4 separate regions of the Ovis aries genome follow, and regions 1, 2 and 3 are each linked to region 4. The links are chromatin contacts, called in public Hi-C maps. All regions are on one chromosome and are shown on one strand. The core of a region is the stretch at or near the end of the contact, and the rest is flanking DNA. Distances in the headings are between cores, read along the strand shown. Region 1 holds the start of ZNF142 (zinc finger protein 142). Region 2 holds the start of CNOT9 (CCR4-NOT transcription complex subunit 9). Region 3 holds the start of LOC101108811 (C-X-C chemokine receptor type 2). Region 4 holds the start of CTDSP1 (CTD small phosphatase 1).

Region 1 (2,929 bases), core at 39-2,538, 210 kb after region 4:
GATACAAGAGACACAAGTTTGATCCCTGCATCGGGAAGATCCCCTGGCGTAGGAAATGGCAACCCATTCCAGTATGCTTGCCTGGGAAATTTCAAGGACAGAGGAGCCTGACGGGCCACAGTCCATGTGGTCACAAAGAGTTGGACACGACTAAGCACACACTCACACACAGTTAAGAACCGCAGACACAGAGATGCAAGGCTAGGCTTCTACTAAGATAACAAACCAGAGGCGCCTTATGTATAAAGTAACACATCTGGAGAAATTTCTCATTCATTGACTATGACCTAATATTGAACACTGGAACTCAACTCAGAAGTGAATGTCAACTAAATTGCATATCCTGTTATACACTGCTAAAATTAGTTTGCGCTGAGTAATTAGGAATTAAGGATGATAGTATAATCACTCCATGAAACTGAGCCATGAAGGTCAGGTAAGGGATGCCTAGGGCTAGAAAATCATTTTGTACATGAGAATTCTGCAACTCAAAGCCTCAGATTAGGGAAATTTAGAAGGTGGTAGAGCAGCGCACTTCCGCCCTCAGAGGGTTCTCTGGAAACCACTGACTCCACTTATCGCTGCTCTAAGGAATCTTCCAGCTCCAGTAATAATTGCCTTAACGGTGAGCCAAGGGGTGCCGTCTAGACTGAGAACCGTCAGCCGCTGGAAGGCCGAGTGAGGTGGGACACAGGTGGGCACAAGAGAAGAAATGAGGTTATCTTCGGGGCAGCGGTACCGAGGAAGAGAAAGGACACATTAAGGCAGAGAGAAGGCCTGGGGAAAGGGTGAGATCGAGTCTGGGGACCAAGGCATCCGATTTCCACTCGCCTGTGGGCTCTACTCACTGCGTGGCCTTCGGCAGATTGTAGTTCCCTCGCTTCCCGGGATGTCAGCTTTCCTGTTTGTAAAGTGGAGGCGAAGACAGCCTCCACATCGTTGGGCGGGAGCGGGAATCACAATTGCCGGCAAACGGGAAAACCGTCTTGTAACCTGCGAGGCTAAGGAGGGAGCATCGTCATGCTTACTGTCCTAAGGAGAGGCAGCGTGTAACCGGGTGGGGTCCACAGCAATGACGCCGGCAGTGGTGAGCTGATGCGCCGGGGCCTCGTTCGTCGCCGCGCTCCCTTCTGCACTTCTCCCGAGCTTTCCCATCGCCCAGGCCTACCTCTCATTCTGCGGTTTCAGAAACTTTTGCCTCCGGCCTGCTCCGCCCGCACTCCCTATTAGTTCCCGCCCCGCAGCCTCCGGCTTACCTCCAGCCCTAGGCGGGCAGGAGCCTCATCTCTATGGTCGTCCAGCGGCTGGAGTGGCCTCCCGGGACTCTCTTTGTGCGACCGCCTCCGGCCCAGAAGCCTCCAGGACCGCGGCATATGGAGGCCGCTCTCTCTTTCTTTGTGAGGCTGGTGGAGTACTTTCTCTATGGTTCTTCCTATCTTTTCCCCACCCAGCCCCCACCTCCCCTGGCCCTGAAGCCCAGAGAGTACCATCGAGAGTTGTGGAGCAGAGTGGTGTGGTCGTCTCGGTAGGTGTGACGGGAAGTAGATGAAAGAACTCGGGGGCGAAGCCAAGTGGAGAGTGCCCGAAGAGCCGAGGGGTGAGACCATCGAGAGGAAGGGCCAGAGAGTCATGGCGGTAAGGGGGAGGAGTGACCGATTGCTGCAAACCAGGCTGCTGGAGGCGCGAACTGGGGTGTGGAGGGGGTTCGGGAGGAGGCTTCTGGGCGTCCGACAAGGACCAGGAGCGGAAAGGGCTTTGTCTGTGGCCTTCCACGCATAGGAATTTTGGAATTCTGGATCCTGTTCTGAGCTTCAGCAGAGGTCACTGCTGTCAGTTCACCGCACTGCGTGCCGGCATAAAGCAAACCGGCGGGGGGTCGGGTGAAGTGTGCTAGAAATGATTTGACCTCCTACCCCTCCGGGATCTTACAGCTTAGAATCAGGCCCAATCACATTTTATTGCGGGGCGGGGAGTGGAATTCGGGGGAATCTCCGTGGAGAAGGTAGCAGATGGGCGGGATTTGAACTCTATAGAGATTGGGGGAAATAAAATGGGCATTCTGAGTCAAGGAGGAAGGAGGCTTGTTTATTTGTTCAACAGAGAATATTGGGAACTAAGCCATTAGAGGTACGTTGGCCCCGTGTTGTAGAGGCAGAGGCGTTTTCACCTAATTCAGGGACTTGTTGAGAGCCAATCATTGGAGGTGTTGGAGTAGGGAAACTAATGGCGTTGAAGCAGAGCCTTATGAGGAAAAATCTCGACCCCTGTATAGCAGTCTGGTGAAGCATGACCAAAGTGGAGATCCACTAAGATACCACTTCAAGAATTAAAATTAATTTCGAAGAGACAGTTTAGATGGGAGGTAATAAAAGGGCTAACAGGACATGAACATGTGAAATAGATGAGAGGATACCTGAAAGACATGATACGTGATAGCAAGGCATGAGGATATTGACAGGTTGACAGAAGAGAGTAACTTCATCCCCTGCTCATTCTGGCCAGTGGGCCCCTATCTCAACTGGTCCCAGGAACCGCAAAAATGCTGTCCGTCTATTATCCTGAAAGTTGTATCATTCAGTCAAATTTAAGGAATCTCCAGAATAGTTGTCTGGCAGGACACTGGTATGAAACAGGATAATGAAAGGCAAAATGGGACAAGTGGCTCAGAGTCTCATCCCTTGGGTCCAACACCAGCCCCACCCCACGAAGGATATTGAAGCACATTGTAATACTGACCTGACATTCCTCTCCCAGCTTCTGTGGGGCGGGAGAGGAATTTGAGTCCTTTTTTTAAACTCATCTTGTGCTTTATCCCATCTCTACTGCTCCCCATTCTCCAGGTCTTGAAAATGCCTCGGGGCCTGTGAGGTTCAGTGTTTTCAAGATGCCCCTCTCAGACTTTGTTCTGGCCCTGAAGGACAATCCCTAC
Region 2 (2,860 bases), core at 344-2,843, 130 kb after region 4:
CATCATTGATAACTTCATCTTTTCTGCAAAACTTGTACTCCTCTATCAGGTTACTAAACACCAAGAATCCCTCAGCGCTCCATCCTAGGTCCCTTTCCTTTTTAGCAATGCACTCTCCTCAGGCAATTTCATCCACATCCATGGCTTCAATTACTATCAATTACTTCAATTACTATCAACTATATATAGGTGATGTCTATATACATACACACACACACACATTTATCTATACACCCAGCTTACAACTAAGCTCCAACCCCAGTATAATCCAATTGCCTACTTGACATCCTCTGTTCAGACAGCTCTTCCAGTTAGAGGCATGTCAGACACTGCCACCCCCAAGAGGCATTTACACAGAGCCTAAATTTTGAAAGGATTACAAAACCACCCACAGACCAACTTTCTAGACAGAGGATTTTGTCATAAATTATTATTTCCTTTCACAGATCATGACCTAAAATAGGTAAACCTGACAACCTGATTTGATGGCTAGAGATGGGGAACAACCAAAGGCACGAAAAAAAATATAATCTATGCCTTTGAGTGAAAGATGACTAGGAGAGAGGTGAAGAATAGCCAAGAAAGTGAAACAGTATCATATCCCAAGGCCCGATGGACATGCGGCAACGGAAGTCACCTGAAGAGATAGCAGGCCTCGCTAAAGGGCGAGTGACGGACAACAACAGCCCCCAGCAAAGAGGGGCCAGGTTTGGGTCACGGGGGGCAGCGAGTGACAGTAAAGACCCGGTCAAAGGAGAGGAAAAGCCTAGGGGAACACACAAGTGGAGTACCTGTGAGGCGACAGAGGGCGTCGCGGGAACGGGGGTGGGCTGAACCGCAGCCGGTGAACTCCAAAAGAGTGAACGCCGAGTGGGCGGACCGCACGGGGCGAGAAGTGAGGGGCGGGGGGGGGCAGGGTAAAACGGCTCCGTTGAGACGCTCGCCGGGCCCGCCTTACCTGTACCTGCGAGTCGGAGCTTTGGACAGGCCTGCCGGAAGCACGGAGTCCGCGTGGAGAGGGAGGAGCTGGGGGTCGCGAAGGAAGGGACGCCGGGCACGGAGAGGGGCCGCTCAGTCCCCCAGTTAGGGAGAGCGGCTGATGGCGGGAACTGTGACCACACGCAAACACGCACGCACGCACGCACACCCGACGCGACCAGGAGTAGCGCGTGCGCGCAAGCCTGGAAACTCCGCCCTTTCTACGCCCTCTCTCCGCCCCAGTACCGGGCGAAATCACGCCGAGGTAGCCCCGCCCCTGCCCGGACCGTAGTACGCACGCGCACTCTCTACTTCACGCACTTTTCGCCTTCCTACCATTTCCCTCCTACAGAGTCCAGTTGGGCATGCGCACTGTTGTCCTCCCGGTCTGCCCGGTTTTTCCCGCCCTTCACTGGCCTCCGGAGGAAGGTCAGAGTTCACGCCCTTCTCTGGAGATACCAGCTCCAAGCTGGGGATGGGGGAGACTAGCAGGAGGCGGGTGTCCTTCCGGTCTTGAAATTTCAGGGGCAAAACAGACTCGAGGATTAACTCCAGGAGCTGGGGGGGGTGGGGCGGGAAGAGGTTGTGTGGGCGGGGTCAGAGGTGAAAGGTCAGAGGGCTGCGGAGGGGGCGGAGCGAGCCGGAGGCGGATGGCGGCTGCGGCGTGTCATCATCTTCGGCGGCTGAGGCGCTGAAGCTGGGACGCGGCTTGGCGCGTCCGGCAGTGGGAGGAGAGCGGCGTCCTCTCCCAACATGCACAGTCTGGCGACGGCTGCGGTAAGTGACTGGGCCGCCCAGCCTGGGCCCCAGACCTCTCCTCAACCCCGCGTTTCGGCCTTTTCTCCTAGCTCCGTGTGGCAGGCTAAGAGTCCTCCAGCCCTCAACCCGCGAAGACCCGGCCCCCCTCCTCGCTGAGCTTGGCTGTGACGGAGCCTGCCCTCACTCTCCCTGCCGGCCGGCTCTCGCGGCCTCTGGCTCGGTGTAGCGCGTTCTTTTCCGGCCCCGGGGCCTGGTCGCGCGGCTGGAGCGCCTCCCTTGCGGCCCAGGGGGGCCATTCATTGATTCATTGCTCTACCAACAGTTTTAGGCCGCCGTTTGCGTGCTTGGCGTTGGCGGGGACGAGGGGACTTCCGAGGTGCATCTGACCCTCCCTGCCTAGGCACATCGCGGCGGGGAGGAAACGGCCTCTAGCTTAAACCACTTGCTCTACAGATACAAAATCCGAGACCTGAACAAGTGACTAGTTAGGATGTCTGACTTACGGTTCTCTGCGTTTAAAACCTTTTTTCATACATCTCTTTTTACCAGCGTGATCTTTGATCAAGAAAAACAGTGTAAACTCCTAATAACCATGCACTGTGGCTCAGAGGGTAGAGTCTGCCTGCAATGCGGGAGACCTGGGTTCGATCCCTGGGTCGGGAAGGTCCCCTGGAGAAGGAGATGACAACCCAGTCCAGTATTCTTGCCTGGAAAATCCCATGGACTGAGGAGCCTGGCAGGCTACGTACAGTCCGTGGGGTCGCACAGAGGTGGACACGACTGAGCGACAAACACACAACCTAGCTAAAGTAATCCTGAGGTTTCCCGTTTTGTTGAGATAAAACCCAAACACTTTGCATTGCCTACAAGGCCCTCCCTGAGCGTTAATGTTCCTTACCCCTGTTTTCAGTCTCATCACATTGCTTTGCAGGCTCCAGCTACAACTGGCCGCCGTTCCAACTTTTCTACTTAAGCTTTAACCAAGTTTTGATTCATTTACTTCTTATTTGTCCCCCTTTTGAGGTCAGGGACAGGGATCATGTAGATCCTGTTTATATGACTACTTCAGTGCCAGGACAGTTCCTGGCACCAAGTAAGGGCTCAAATATTTTTGCTGAATGCC
Region 3 (2,755 bases), core at 226-2,725, 190 kb before region 4:
ACTACCACTGAGCCCATGCTCGGGCCTGCAAGCTGCAGCTACTAAGCCCCTGTTCCACAGCTACTGAAGCCTGTGTGCCTAGAACCCGTGCACCTCAACTAGAGAGTAGCCCCCACTCTCTGCAACAAGAGAAAGCCCCTGTGCAGCAACAAAAACCAGCGCAGCCAAAAAAAATTTTTTTTAATAAATAAATATTTTTAAAAGGAGAGAAGAGGTATGAAAGGTGAAGGTGAGAAAACTGTGGCCCCCTGGTCACCATCTGTGAAAGTGAAGTCACTCAGTTGTGTCCGACTCTGCGACCCGTGGACTGTAGCCCACCAAGCTCCTCTGTCCATGGGATTCTCCAGGCAAGAATACTGGAGTGGGTTGCCATTTCCTTCTCCAGGGGATCTTCCCGACCCAGGGATCGAACCCAGGTCTCCCACATGGCAGGCAGACACTTTAACCTCTGCACCACCAGGGATGCCCTTAAATTCAAGAATACAGTCTCTCAGAAAACCTCTTATAGAGACACAGAACTTCAGATCCAAGTACTAACATCAAAGATTTCAATGGAGGAAAGGAAGCCAGGTTGAAAGAAGAAGGGGGAGGAGGCGGGAGAGGAGGGGCGAAAGGGGTGGCCTTACAGACGTCTCCTGCCACCTACAGATACCCAGGCGTTATGGGACTTTTCCTGGGCCTCCAGAGAAGGGAGGACTGAAACTCGGCCCTACCAGAAATCAGACCAGACCAGAACCAGAATTCGAGTTCTCTGCCAAGAGGAGATGATCAGTCTCCAATCCTCAGCTCAGGCTGAGGACCCTTCAACCAGATTCCTGCATCTAGGACCGGGGGACTAGAAAAACAGGGAAGGATAGGAAAGGTTAAGGAGAGGAAAGAGAGAGGGAAGGGGAGAGAGGTCAATAAAGCCTCTTGTTTCTTACTGGTCGGGGCATTCTGGCCAGTTGTCTGCATCAGGAGGAGACCAGGGACAAAAGGGGTCCCAGCTGCGGCCACTGGGTCTGGTCCACTGGCAGGCAAGCTGGCCCCTGAGTACCCCGAGTGGTCAGGATATCAGTCTCAGCAAAGAAGAGTCCCCGCCAGAGTCGCCATTTGTTGCAGGAAGGTGGACCCCTTCCAGGTCCCGAAACTGGGCTCTTGTCTAACACTCGGAAATGAATTGTCTGAGGAGACACATGTGCTGACAAAACAAGAGATTTTATTGGGAAAGGGCACCATCTGTAGCCATGTATAAAAACAGAACTGAATACATGGTCATGAGAAAGGAGGCAGGGAGTCAATGGAGTACAAATCACAGGTCCCAGACAAGCAGATGCATTTTCCAAAATATAGTCAGACTAAGTCACCCTGCCCCAGAAAAAGTCCTGGCAATCAGAGATTGCTTCCTACCTGAGTCACCAACCATGTATGTCCAACCGTAAGAGCCTGGAACTCAGAGACCAGAGTGCCTTAACACTGAGAGGAAACTTGATGAATAAAGAATAGGGAAGCCTCTTCACAGCACAGCTCCTCCCTGGGCCCTGCCCATGTCTATATTTGGAGAACAGGTTAAATCAGGGGGTCACAGAGTATCAGAGACTCCCAGGGTCCCTGTGTCCAAGCAGGGGAACCCAGGGTGAAGATGGAGTTAAGGATCCATTATCTGAATTCTCCACTCTGTGGATGGCTATTGTCATTCTCTTCCTTTTCTTGCTTTTATTTCCATTTGAAAGCTTCCAAATTGTCTGACCCGAATAAAGGGAAAGAACTTGACTTTATATAGTACAGATTCTAGCAGTCCATATGGGAGGGCCTTGTAGGAGCCCTCCACCAGCGGGGTGGGGTTGACGGCTAGAGGACAACCCAGTAGGAAGGAGGTCGAAGACTGAGTAGTGTTTGGACAGCAAACACACAGTGTTTACTTAAACTCTAGACTCCTCTGGGATGGAGATGTTGATGGCTCTTCGGAGGAAGAACTAATCCTCCTCCACCACCAATGAAGAACTGCTTGATTAGAATGGCCCTGAGTCTGGGGGCCACTCCTGGAGTCTGGCTGGACCACAGGGAGCCCAGCAGAGCTGGGGCCGATGGTAGTGAGTGGAGGAGTGGTGGTAATGTCATTCTCCCGGCTCTCAGTCTTGACGGATGGCATCTCTGGGAACCTGCCTTAGCTGCTCCCAGCAGCTAATGTCTGTCCCTTACCTTTACCTCTGGTACTTCAGTCACTTCTTCCTTATAACAGGAACCTTATTGTCCTGTAACGATGAATTTACAAGTCAGTCTGCCCCACCAGACCGTGGGCTGCTAGAGACCACGCCAATTCACCTTCAGAGCCTCTGCCAGGATACAGAGTAAGTGGTTACTCAATGGTTATAGGGTAAACAACATCAGTCATATCTCCTTGGATTGATGTGTCGTGGGTCCTCCCCCATCCTCTTCCTGCGACTCAGGGTGCCTATCACTTTAAGGAACAGAGTCTATATAAGCTGTGCCTGAAAGCTGCACTTGCTTATAGCCGAGCTGGACTGTCTGTCCTTTCCAAACTACCTGCTACTGTTTAAAGTTGGTGCTAATCTATGTTCTGCCTCTACCATGCATGCCGAATGTAGCATGGCACTGGTGCCTACAATTCTGCCCCTGGCAAGCATATTTCTTAAACTAAGTCATGCTTTCCTCCTGGGTTCTCTTATCCTTTATAAGTAATAGCAGGAAGTGTAAGCAGACAATTGCCCTGCCTGGGGCTACCCATGCTTTGCTTTTACAGGTGTTGACCAGT
Region 4 (2,840 bases), core at 293-2,792:
CGGCAGGGCGGGCCGAATCGCTCACTAGTCGGGACTCAGTTTCTTTATCTGTAAAACGGGTTTTTAAAGAAGTCGTTCATTGAGATGAGGGGCGCAGCCACAGCCGGACCCAGACCTAAGTGCTCGCAGCACGTTGGCGATTATTCTAACTAAAAGCAGAAGGCAAGTCGTGCTGTCCAGAGGATCCACAGCCCCCGACCACCTCCCCACCCCGCCCTGGACCCCAGGCCCAAAGCGAATGCGCCTTGGGGCCAGTTCTGCTCGCGACCCGCCGCCCGCGCGGGGCCTCTCCCTCCCGGGCCCCCTCTCTGCCTGGCCGGGAGAAAGCGCGCCGCGCTCTCACCGGGCTGCCGGATGGGACACGACGCGCCCGCCCCGCCCGCGGGGGAAGGAAGTGCTGGGGCGCGTTTATCAAGCCTTGGCGTTATTAATATTTTAAAAATGTGAACACAAAACAGTAACGACAAGTATAAGGAACTTCATAGACAGGAAAACAAACCCCGCCCGCAAACCTCACCGCGCAGCACACGGGAGTTTTGCTCGCGAAGAATCCGCGTGGAAACGCGAGCCCCGCGCCCGGGGGAAGTCTGTACGGACCCGAGTGGAGCGGGTGTGCCAGTGGATGTCCGTGGTCCCCATGGTCCGGCATCGAGTCCCACTGTGTGGGGCCGCGGCCTGATTTCCCCTCCCCACAGAGGGGCCGGCGGGTGGGAAGCAGAGGAGGGGGCCTGGGAAAAAGGAGGGTTTCATTTCTTCGAGGTCGGTGGGATTTATCTATGCGAAGCGGTAGGAAGCCTATTCAGGCAGAACGAACAGCACGTATAAAGGCCCTGAGGCGTGGAGGCCCTCGGCTTCAGGCAAGAAAACCAGGTGGCTGGGGTGGGCATGGGGAGTGGACGTGGCCGGGCGCCCGGTGAGGAGAGGTCGGCAGGGGCACCCCGGGGCGGACAGCTGGAACTTCTGCACCCTACAGCTCCGGGTTTAGGGGAAAGGGGCCGAGACTGCGGGTAGGTCACGGTCCGCTTAGGGACCTAATGGTGTGGATCGGCACAGTCGTTTGGAAGTGCAGCAGAGGCTTTGCACGCTCACGACTTCCCCTGCGACCACTGGAGAGAAGACCCACTTTTCAGACCAGATGGTGTTATCCCCATTTCCCAAATGAGAAGACCGAGAAGCTGCCAGTCCCCGACCTTTGGAATGTTCAGAGGTGGAGTCGCGCTGCCTCGGGGCACTCCCGGGCGCGGACGCGGGCGCCCCGGGCGGGCCCTAGTCCCGGGCCGCTCAGCGCGGAGAACCGTGGGCCGGGATGCCGGCCCTGCCACGCAGCCGCAGAGGCTTGGCTTCGCTGGCGGGCTGGCTGGCTGGCTGGCTGGCGGGCGGCGGGAAAGGAGGCGGCGCCGCCGGGAGCGCGGCAGGAACCTGGCCGGGCCCGCCTCCCTGGCCGCCGAGCAGCGCCGGCCCCTCAAGTGATGAAAGCCCCGGCCGAGTCCAGGTCACGCTGAAGCCGTTGCCCTTTTAAGGGGGAGCCTTGAAACGGCGCCCGGGTTCCATGTTTGCATCCGCCTCGCGGGGAGGAAACTCCATGTTGTAACAAAGTTTCCTCCGCGCCCCCTCCCTCCCCCTCCCCCTTAGAACCTGGCTCCCCTCCCCTCCGAAGCTCGCGGGGATCCCTCCCTCCCACCCCTCCCCTCCCCCCCGCGCCCCGATTCCGGCCCGAGCCGGGGGGGAGGCCGGGCTCCCGGGCCAGAGTCCGGCCGGAGCGGAGCGCGCCCGGCCCCATGGACAGCTCGGCAGTCATTACTCAGATCAGCAAGGAGGAAGCGCGGAGCCCGCTACGGAGCAAAGGTACTGGGGCGCTTAGACCCGCTTAGACCCGGCGCCGCAAAGAGGAGGGGGCCGGGACCCTCTCGAGGGCGACAGTTGCCGCCGCCGCCCGGGGCGCCCGCCTTGGCGGGACCCGAAGCTTCCAACCGGAGGGGGAGCTGGGTGAGAGTTTGAACTTGCAGAAACTCGGAGACCCGGGGCGGGGCCTGGCGCCTTTTGGGGCGCTTCGGTCTGCTTGAGGTGGGGAAACTGAGGCAGGGGTGGAGCACGGGGCGCCCTCCAGGTTTCCCAGACTGGGTGTGCGCGAGGCCGAAGAGTCGTACCCCCCCCCCACTACTCCCCCATTGGCGCCAAGGGGGCTGGGAGATGGGGGGGCTGAAGAGGGCGCCTTCAGGCCACCAGCTGAGACTCCGCCCCCTCCGGGCCGCGGTCTGGCTGGGTCGCGGGAGGGGGCGCAGAGGTGACAGCGGGCTGGGGAGGGTTGGAAAGATCTCCCGCTAACGCAGGGCCACGTTCCCCACAAACTTCCACGTCCCGCGTGGAGGCGCGGAGAGAGACAACCACTTCTAAGGATCGCCCGCGCGCCCGCAGGAGACGCGTGATCGGATCGCGCACTTGGCTCCCCGAGCCGGTGGGCGCCGTGTCTGTGCATACACGCAGCGACCCGAGATGCTGCCAGCCTGGGCCGGGCACCCCGGGCCTGATGGTTCTGGTCTAGGGGGTCTGCCCCTCCCTGTCCTCGTGTGGACTTAAGAGGCTAGGAAGTTCTTCCAGGTCTGTCCACTTGTGGCCGGGACCTAGCTCCGTCCGGGGTCGGGGGTGGGGGGTTGGATAGGGGGTCGGGTGGAGGGTGGGCCAGTCTATTAGCGGGATCGAGGTTGGAGGTCCGGGTCGGGGCGGAGGAGGAGGGGCCAGTAGATGGCCGCAGGACACTAGATTCAAGCCCCCACCCCTTGTGTCTGGGCCCAGCTTCAGGGAGGACTTTGGACCTCTGGAGGTGGAGAGTGGAAGGAGGG

Evidence for each region. Hi-C and Micro-C count contacts between places; a contact is called where the count stands out from the background.
Region 1: a contact with region 4 is called in a Hi-C map of liver, with 2.3 times the contacts expected there. The contact joins the promoter of ZNF142 here to the promoter of CTDSP1 in region 4. A contact is called at or near these places in 4 of 16 Hi-C or Micro-C datasets (hypothalamus, liver, muscle and 1 more).
Region 2: a Hi-C map of liver shows a contact between it and region 4, with 7 times the contacts expected there. The contact joins the promoter of CNOT9 here to the promoter of CTDSP1 in region 4. A contact is called at or near these places in 5 of 16 Hi-C or Micro-C datasets (hypothalamus, liver, muscle and 1 more).
Region 3: a Hi-C map of mixed tissues shows a contact between it and region 4, with 4 times the contacts expected there. The contact joins the promoter of LOC101108811 here to the promoter of CTDSP1 in region 4. A contact is called at or near these places in 3 of 16 Hi-C or Micro-C datasets (hypothalamus, liver and mixed tissues).

Annotation. Positions count from the first base shown.
Region 1 is chr2:220,629,369-220,632,297 of ARS-UI_Ramb_v3.0, forward strand. ZNF142 (zinc finger protein 142) reads right to left here and starts at 1,289. Exons shown (of 9, transcript XM_060411279.1): 1 at 1,169-1,289; 2 at 1-1,001. LOC101111607 (mitochondrial chaperone BCS1) reads left to right here and starts at 1,479. Exons shown (of 8, transcript XM_027965189.3): 1 at 1,479-1,597; 2 at 2,841-2,929. The coding sequence starts at 1,546.
Region 2 is chr2:220,543,342-220,546,201 of ARS-UI_Ramb_v3.0, forward strand. CNOT9 (CCR4-NOT transcription complex subunit 9) reads left to right here and starts at 1,594. Exons shown (of 8, transcript XM_004004926.6): 1 at 1,594-1,755. The coding sequence starts at 1,732. It overlaps USP37 (ubiquitin specific peptidase 37), which reads right to left and starts at 1,129. Exons shown (of 24, transcript XM_060411307.1): 1 at 965-1,129.
Region 3 is chr2:220,226,597-220,229,351 of ARS-UI_Ramb_v3.0, forward strand. LOC101108811 (C-X-C chemokine receptor type 2) reads right to left here and starts at 1,476. Exons shown (of 2, transcript XM_042244218.2): 1 at 1-1,476.
Region 4 is chr2:220,414,420-220,417,259 of ARS-UI_Ramb_v3.0, forward strand. CTDSP1 (CTD small phosphatase 1) reads left to right here and starts at 1,543. Exons shown (of 7, transcript XM_012146099.4): 1 at 1,543-1,845. The coding sequence starts at 1,779.